Linked DNA regions of Gossypium hirsutum: region 2 is linked to region 1. The links are chromatin contacts, called in public Hi-C maps. All regions are on one chromosome and are shown on one strand. The core of a region is the stretch at or near the end of the contact, and the rest is flanking DNA. Distances in the headings are between cores, read along the strand shown.

Region 1 (4,557 bases), core at 1,306-3,805:
AATCTGTGTCGTTTCAGGGTGGAGAGTTTCATTGAACACCAAGATGCTTGCACCATTCGACGAGTTCAACCTGAGTTGCAGGCGCAGCTGCAACCTGCAGCAGCCTGCTCCTCTCGAACGGCTTCAAGCACTAGTCCTTCAAGCGATGCCAACTTTAGCATCGCCCCATTGCATGGATTGCCGATAACAAAATCAACGGAGCCTGTTTTCTTGTACAAGCGTGTGTCTGGTTCAGACCATCAGCGCCAACAACTGCAACACAATCTTGAACTTCAACTTCTACCTTCATCAACCGCTAACTCGAGGGATTCAGATGAGGAGTACGCTACACATTTGAAGCTATCGATAGGGTCCAACGACGGTGGTGAAAAGAATGCAAGTGAAACGACATTGGAAGCTACTAGGTTGAAAGAGTTCGCAAGTGGGCAGCTAAAGTTGGCCATGGCCGAGAAGGCCTACGCCGAAAAGGCTAGACAAGAAGCTAAGAGGCAGATCGAGATGGCTGAGCTTGAGTTCGCTAGTGCAAAGAGGATAAGGCAACAAGCGCAAGGTGAACTGGAGAAAGCTCAAGCCTTGAAAGATCAAGCCACAAAGAAGATAAGTGCTACAATCATGCAGATCACTTGTCAAACTTGCAAGCATCAGTTCCAAACATCAACAGCTGCTGGTCCAGATGATGAGACCTCACTTGCTATGAGTTACATGTCTTCGGCCACAACAGAAGGGGAAGGAGAGTGACGGCAAGTTGATCATGCAATGATAAATGATCAACCCCCATTAGCCCTTAAATCTCTTTGTTCTTTGATCTGCATGTTGAGTTTTTCTTTGCTTTGTCAACTAGTTTTTCTTCACTTATTCTAACCACTATCGTGGATTTGATATAAGAAAAAGAAGAAGAAAATGGTCGTTTTAAGCAGTTCTTGAATCGATTTACTATATCTTCATTTGTTTAATAGAAAAAAAAGGGGGGGGGTAGACATTGCAATTTAATTAAATGCAGTGTGACGTACAGTATCTATATAAGATATATGAACAAATGGTCATGCCTTGAGATTTTCTCAACCGCTTATTGCACTGCTACACCTGCAGGTATGCCATGTGAATGTTTTAAACATCAGGGCACATTTTTATCGTCCGCTTGACTTCAAATATGCTGAATCCCATCATAAAGCTTGGAGAGTAACCAATCATTTCAGATTATTCTTCTAGCCACTAGCCTAAGCCTTATATATACTTGTGTGTGTGTGTGTGTGTGTGAAACTTATTGAATAATCCTAGATTAGGCACTGACATATATGTTTTGTTACAATATATTTCGAGATATACAAGTTCTGACTATATTTAAAGTTGAACCGGATTAGACCATAAATTGAGAATAGAACTCTCTATGATGGGTTTTCCTACTAAAGTAAGATAAAAAGGAAAAAGAAAAACAGGCTGAGGCTCACAAAATTTGTAAGTTGTATTTTTGCTCAGCAGCTCACGATGGGTTTTCGTTATACTTGGACCAAAATGTGTAAAGTTTATAATAAAAACAAAACATTGAAAAAAAAATTAAGGATAACAACAAAACAAAGGGTGTTGGATTTATCTTTCCCCTAATACTATAGCCGGTTGATGCGGCTTTTCCCTTTATAAATTTTTCTTTTTGTTTTTGTCGGAAGCATTAAAATAATGGGAAGAAAAAGAAGAAGAGTTCAAAACATAATGCTTGGATTGCTTGTTAGATTTTAGGCAAATTTAAATTTCAAAGGGTCTGTATGTAAATGTAAGCCAAGCTTATGTTTATTTTTTGTCTTCTTAATGAAAATATAAATGAATGAACGACACATAGAATATGAAAATCCTCTCTTTGGGGTATTGGAGTTTTTACACATATTGGGGACCATTTTAGCTAGAAAATAGGAAGGAACCATTCAAAGATGGTGACCCATAGATTCAACCCCAAATTGAATGTTGTAAAAGAAAAGAAAGGAAGAGAGAGGAGGGAGGGTGGGAAAGGAATGTCATTTTCATTGCATTTGTGTCCTTTTAAATGCTTATAAAAACACCATGTTTTTCAGTGCCACAGTTGAAATGGTTATAGACAGGCAATGGTCCTTCTCAAACATAAACAACACATCCAATTCACTTAAAGAACACACTCTCTCTCACACTTTATCAGATTCAGCAGCAGCTATGGCAGAGCAGAGGGACACACTGCCCTTTCCCATTAAATTTTGTTTTTCATTTGAGCCAAAAATTAAATGAATAGCAGTTGTAGCAAAAGAACTACTTTCCTCTACCACCATATTTGCGCCCTTCAATCCTTCAACTATATGGTTCAATCCTTCAACACCATATATATATGTAGCACTAGCTGTGCCTGTGTAGGGTATTTTAGTTCAGCCAAAGGCAAAGGTGAAGCAGCCCAGAAGGGTTTCCATTATTTATTTTATTTTATGTTTTCTGGGTTCTTTATTTATTATTTATTTATAAATGAAGGGGTTAAGGCTTAGATCTTGGGTTTGGGACCACGGGCAGCTCTTTCCCCACCTTTTAACGCAGTTTCCCTTTTCCTTTTTTGTTCATCGGATAGCTATGAATGGCACTTACGTTATTTTCACTTGCTTTGGGGGATGATTTTAAACAAACAGCTCATGCACTTACTAATGTACCCAAAATAAAATTTAAAAAAATATATATATAGAAAGGAATTAAAAAAAGTAACTTTTAACTCTATGGCAGTTAAAAGAGGGATGAAATTGAAATGGAGAGGAAGGGAGGTTAAACATTAAGAAAGATCAGGTGGAGTCGCACATTTAGTTCAACAAATTGGAAAGAAATAAAAGCAGTGCCCTTCGCCACCCAAAATAAAATAAAAACAGATACTTTTAATTATTATTTTATATAAATATAGTTGTATTGTTGAGAAAAGTTGGTTTGTCTCCTCCTTGTCTTAATCTTATTTGATAGCACTTTTAGAATAACTTATATTTCATAGCTCTTACTTTGATTCAATTAAAGAAAAGTTATATCATGTAATTTTTATTTGGTTTGATTTAAAAGAATATAAAACAATAAAAGACCTTCGTTGAATCAAATAACTTTAGAAATGCGTAGTAATCTTTCAACCATTTCAATCCTCTATAATACAGTTTCCTGTAATGCAAATTTTGTTATGATCTAAATGAGCCAAAATAAAATAAAAAGAAAATCAATGAGTGGGATGGGAGAAGGAACTAATACATTTTTGTTAGGATACTAAATTAACCACAACAAACACATAGTTTTGGTTTAGTCAAAACTTCAAAAATTTAAGGAAAAGAGAAACAAATTATCAATAAAAGAAAAAAAAGATATTTCATAATCTTCATATTAAAAAAAAAAGAAAAGAAAGGAGAAATACATAATAATATCTGTTTTTTTAATGAAAAATATGAAAAAAATAAATAAATGTATCACTTACTTTTCCCATCATCCTTCCTTCATTTTTTATTAGGAATATAAACAAAATGCTTAATTCACGGTTTAACTCTAAAAATATATTTATTTTTTCACTTTGGTATATCTCAATTTGGTACTCAAAATACCAATTTTCTCTATCTTTTGTCCATTTTGTAATGGTCATTAAACAAAATCGATTAAGCAACTTTGGTCAATGGAAAAATGTCACATAGCAATTAACTTTACTTAAAATAAAAAAAATTTAAATAAAAAATTTATAATATTTTTTTGTACAAAGAAAATTATAATATTAAACATTTATAGTATATATTTTAAAAAGTTTACAATTTTTTTTATAAAATTCTAAAATATATAATTATAAATTGTAAAAATTTAAAATAATAAATTAAAATTAAAAATGTTATAAAAATTGGAATTAAAATATATATTAACTTTTATAATAATTTTTATATATTATTTTGACTTTTTAAAATTTATAATTCTATATTTTAAAATTTTATAAAAAAACTATTTTTAATTTTTTTAAAATTATATTTATTATATACAATTTTTTATATTTTTAATTAATATTAAAAAATAAAAGGGGGCACTTGACGTGTTCTAATAGCACCACGTAGTCAATCAACGTCGTTCAATGATCAATCAACGTCGGGTCAACGATCAGTCAACGTCGTTCAACACTTGATCAAAGTCAAAAGTGTTTTTAATATTTAAATATTTAGTATAATAATTTTTTATTTTTAATTTAAATTCAATGTTTTCATTTTAAATAAACCTAATTGCTACGTGGCTCTTTTCCATTAGGCAAAGTTGCCTAATGGATTTTTTTAATGGTCGTTACAAAATGGACCAAAAATAGAGAAAATCGATAATTTAGGTACCAAATTTGAGAAAAAAAAGTTTAGGTGCCAAAGTGAGCAATTGAGTATACTTTAGGGGCCAAATCGTGATTTAAGCCCATAGAAAATGATAATATGTTGAAAAAAGTAAAAGTACTATGGGAGGTATTGTACTAGGAGTTAGATTGCATTTTACCTTTTTTACTAAAAAAATGGACAAATTAATCATTATACGTTAAATTAAAAAGCAAATTGGTCATTCTATTAAAAA
Region 2 (4,846 bases), core at 1,024-3,523, 330 kb after region 1:
TCAAACTTTAGTTTCTACTCGTGTATACACCTATTATCCTAAGCATCCCTGGGACACCTTCTGGACAACCGAAAGCCTTTACATGTTATTACAAGAAAGCCCAGCACATCAAATCAGCATTGACATCTAGTTGCTGTCTCCCTAGCTATATTTTCTCCTTATTGTCTTTTTGAATTTTCTTGAAAATATATATTAAAGGTTTATAAACGTAATATACCAATGTGCAGATAGCGGTTTGTGTTTGCGATGCTCGAATATTGGTAAATCTTGTTCAAGTTAACATATGCGGTAGAAACAATCCTGTAACTTATTTACCAATGATGATATATAACTTAAGTATAAAAAAAATTACCTGTGATACAGAGGATGGTACTGCCAAGCATCAACCAGCCTTCTTTTCCATTTCTCCAAAAGAAATGGAAAATGTAGTATGGTGATAAAGCCTTGAATATGTTGGGGTAGTGATGTATAATGCTATAAATTCCAACAAGTGGAGTGCTCAAGGTCCATGCACCCATGATAGGGGAAAACAAAAAACTCACTCGAGAAGTTCCAAATTTCTGCAGCAGGAACAGAATAAAAAGAACCACTGCAGAAAGAGCTTCTACTAAAGCTGCAATTCACAGATCAGCAACTTGCAAAGCTAAAGGAGGATGATTGCTCACATATAAATTAATAAGAAAATCATAAAACTAGAGGATGATTGCTCACATATAAATTAATAAGAAAATCATAAAACTATCTACTCATGAGTAAACGCACTAGTACAGGAAGAATTTATTTGAGAACAGAAGACATTAACACTCCAGAGTTTGAAAGCTTCATATACTTACATTTGGAGATAGAAGGGAACGGTGCTCTTAGTCCATCCATTGCAGACAACACTGTCAAAATATTTGCATGTCATGTATGACAGACTCAAATACTGATGAAGAAAACAGGAATAAAGAAATAATTCCGGAAACAAACCTGAGATTGAAGGAGTAAGAATACCATCACCGATTAGCATACATGTACCTAACATAGCAATGAAAAGCAACGCCCTTCTGGCAACCATACTTGTTTCAAAAACTTTGCCAAGTCTGCTTTTCTGTTTGTTGTCCTCATTAAGTACACAACGTGCTTGACTGGAGTTTACATCTGAACTTTTTGAAGAAAGGATTCCAATATTCATATTTCTACAGAGTAAGGAATACAAGGCAAATGTTCCACCTGCATCCAATCAGATTTTTGGCTAAGTGAAAAATATTCATGTCCAGCTTCCATCAATGCAAATTGAGTAATAGCTTACGAAAATTATGATTCAATAAGCATACGCACTATCACAGAGATTCTAAAAGTTAACTACACAACAGTGTTACATACCTTCACCCTGATCATCAGCCTTAAGAGCTATACAGGCATACTTGACAACCCCAATGAGAGTAAGAGTCCAAAACATGATGCTATAGATTCCCAAGTAGTCCTCTTCCGTTGGAGAATTTAAATGCATTGATGGATATACATATAATGGGGATGTCACAAGCCCTCCAAATACAACTCCTAGAGTCTTATATGCAAGTAACAGATTGCTCCATCTACCAGTCTCCGGATTTCAAAAGAATTAAGTCAATATATATAAATCCGGTTCCAAATCGACTAGATTTCAAAACCCAAAGATCAAAACTATATTACAAAAGAATTCAAAATAGAACTGTCTGAATTTGTAAATGAAAGACACTCACAAGAAATCAGGTTGAAACATCTAAAACAAAAGGAAGCAAAACAATATACAGTCTACAAAAAGCAAAACCGATAGAGAAAGATAGAACAAAGTGAAATGAAAGCATAAGTATAAACCCAGAATCTCAAAAGTTGGAAACAAGTGAAATCCCTCATGAAAGAACATAGCATAAACGTGTAACAGACATGTGCAGTGGTAAGAAAAACTACCTTGTTGTCGGAGGATTGAAGCATTACCGAATCGGTGGTATTGTGGAGAGGGAAGTGAAGAGAGTCCAAGTGATGACTAGTGCCAGAAGCAGAATCAATGAGAAGCTCGGGTAGAGCGACAGCCGCCCCCGACTGTAAATCCATACCGATGTACAACCTGTTTTGGCGCTTTTGTTGTATTAAGACCAGAAACTGTAAGTACAGTCAATATTTAGAAGATACAGGGCCACGGCCAGGGCTCATTGGCTGGTGAGGTGTATATGGACGGGTATACGAATGTCGTGTTCAGGGTTCGTGGAGTTACCTCCGGTACATTTCTTGTTCATACGGGTTAGTTGCGTGGCGGTAACATTGTCCATAAGTTGTTGCGTCTATAGGGATTGCCAATGTTGTGATTTTTGTTTTTACATAATTTATTATAAATTTTAATATTTATAATTATATAAAATATTTTTTCTAATTAATTTAATATTAACATTAAAACAAATTAAGTTTTAAAATTTTATATTATTTAAAAAATTCTCAAAAACTATATAGATAAATATAAATATATCAGGTTTAAAGTCTAGTTTTATAAAATAATAATAGAAATGGGCCAATTTTGTTGAAATTTACGGAAATGGGTCAATTTTACAAAAACGCGCCCAACTGGTGTCGTTTTTAAGGGGAAATTAGTAAAGTGCGTCCAGCTCAGCGCTTTTTTCCCTCTGACCAATAAAGTGCGTCTAACTCAGCACCTTTTCCTTTGACCAGTAAAATGCGTCCAAGTCAGCGCACTAGGAAAAAACGCATCCAGGTCAGCGCGTTTTTCCCTTTTTTAGGGTTTTAATTGTTTAATTAGGATTTATAGTTTATTAAATTAAGGTTTAGTGTTTTAATTAGGGTTTAGGATTTAATAAATTAGTGTTTATGGTTTCAATTAGGGTTTAGTGTTTATTAATTAAGGTTTTAAGAAAAATGATTTTATTATTAGGGTTTTGGGTTTTATTGTTAGGGTTTTTAGTGTTCAAGGGTTCTGAAAAAATAATTTTGACAAGATGGGTTTCGAAAAAATAATTTTGACGAGATGAGTTCTAAAAAAATATCTCGAGAATTCTAGGATATCTGAAACATTTCTGAAAAACTCTCCAATCAGAATGCACTGTCAGCAAAAGCATTGAAAGTGCTTCCAACTGGATGCCCTTTTCAATACAGTTGCTGATAGTGCATCCTACTTGGAGCATTTTTTTTCTCTACAAATTTCAACCCTCACTATCTAGGGCATTTTTACAAAAACGAGTGGGATGTTATTCCTTGGGCTATAAATGACCCATATTTCAGCCTCTGATGGCATAAGTCGGAGCAATAAAATTTGAAGAAGTTCAGAAGATTAGAAGTTCGTAGGGAAGGTATAAGTTGGAGCAACAATACTATTTGTAAAAAAAAGTAAGCATAAGCATTAATTTTTCGTGTTAATATTTATTTGAAGCATTATATTTTTTGCATAATGTTTTTGTTTCGAACTTCTCTCGACAAAAAAATTTGGTCAAAAATGAGTGGACTGGATTTTAACCCAAACATAGAGTTGCTAGAACTTCAAAAAAGAATTAGGTGAAAAATCATTGGATCTACGGCAATGAGAGTATTGTCTATTAAGTATCGATTTTGTGCTTCGATCAATCCCGTGAAATATGACGCGTTCGATATCAAAGGTGCTCAAGGCTTGGAGGCGATGGTGCAAACGCACAGCGATAGTGGATCATCGTTTCTTGAGTTATATGTGGAATTTTCAATGCCAAATGAAGGACTTGAAACTTCAACATCTCTTACTGTTCGAGAGGCAAGAACAGTTAAAAATGTCGATAGTCCAACTACTTTGTTAGAAAGTTTCCATTATGATATCCCGGAATCATCGATGGGAAGACATTCATCTGTCTCAACCTTAGATTTTAATCGTAGGAAGTAGAACACCGAAGTATCAGGTTTTGGTGGTAGAACGGAATATACGACCCCTGCACGACACTCAGTTAGTGGATGGGACATGAACCATAGTGGGTCGATGTTGAACGTAGGGAATACTTACTAGGGAATGGCAACAACTTTCAGTGGTTGACAATCGACATGTGATTTTGGACATTCTGACATATACATGAAAAGGGATTATGTACTCCCTATGACATCCACCAGCGAGAGGACCTCCAACATGACAAATGTTGGTGAGTCCGAGAATGAATATGGTAATGAATCTGATATGGATCCACCTCGTGAGCCCAGTGTCGACGGTTCAGAAGTTGTATTATTTTCTAAACCAGAACTTGTTCCAACTGAACCGGAAGACGGTGAAAGGGGTGAAGATGAAGATGAAGATCCACGATTCACAATATACTCGCCTCTAGCTCACATGCATAATATCGATCTATCGACAAATGATGACTTAAAGTTTGCAGAACTACCACACATGAGGCCTGGCTATGCAAATCTTTTGTTGGATTTGGGTGATTTGGAAGTTGGTAGGGAATTTTCCAATAAAGATGATTTTCTCGCTACATTGAAGTGATACAACATCAAGAACGAGGTTAACTTCCACATGGTTAAATCCAAATCTGAAAGGTTCGAGGCTAAGTGTGCAATATGAGACGGTAGATACACATGGAAAATCATGACTTCTGTTAAGAAGAGGACGAGATTATGGATGATAAAAAAGTTCACCGGTTTGCATACATGTGTTGCATCTGGTAAAGTATCACGGGGTTTTTAGAGTTTTATTAATTAGGGTTTTACATACTCGTGTGGTTGCAAGTGTTTTACAAGATCATCTGAAGTTGGATTCAAATATGATCGCATGCATAATACTACCAATAGAGAAAGCAGATCCGAGGATTACTATGTCGGTTTTAATTGCAAATATTCATAGCCAATTCAACTACACACCTTC

Evidence for each region. A called contact is a pair of places that touch in the nucleus more often than the background predicts.
Region 2: a Hi-C map of leaf shows a contact between it and region 1, with 3 times the contacts expected there. The contact joins the promoter of LOC107906235 here to the enhancer-like site in region 1. A contact is called at or near these places in 4 of 34 Hi-C or Micro-C datasets (hypocotyl and leaf).

Annotation. Positions count from the first base shown.
Region 1 is chrD01:42,303,521-42,308,077 of Gossypium_hirsutum_v2.1, forward strand. It overlaps LOC107922578 (zinc finger protein SHOOT GRAVITROPISM 5), which reads left to right. Exons shown (of 3, transcript XM_016852668.2): 3 at 18-925. The coding sequence ends at 738. Among protein-coding and RNA genes, the nearest start is that of LOC107922578, 3.6 kb to the left of the region's middle. Within about 2 kb of position 2,556, at least 6 of the 9 cell types and tissues checked have an H3K27ac peak or open chromatin away from gene starts, as enhancers often do. A contact at or near this core is called in leaf, where this site is marked.
Region 2 is chrD01:42,637,135-42,641,980 of Gossypium_hirsutum_v2.1, forward strand. LOC107906235 (probable potassium transporter 17) reads right to left here and starts at 2,274. Exons shown (of 8, transcript XM_016833216.2): 1 at 1,933-2,274; 2 at 1,366-1,585; 3 at 970-1,212; 4 at 834-884; 5 at 353-613. The coding sequence starts at 2,076.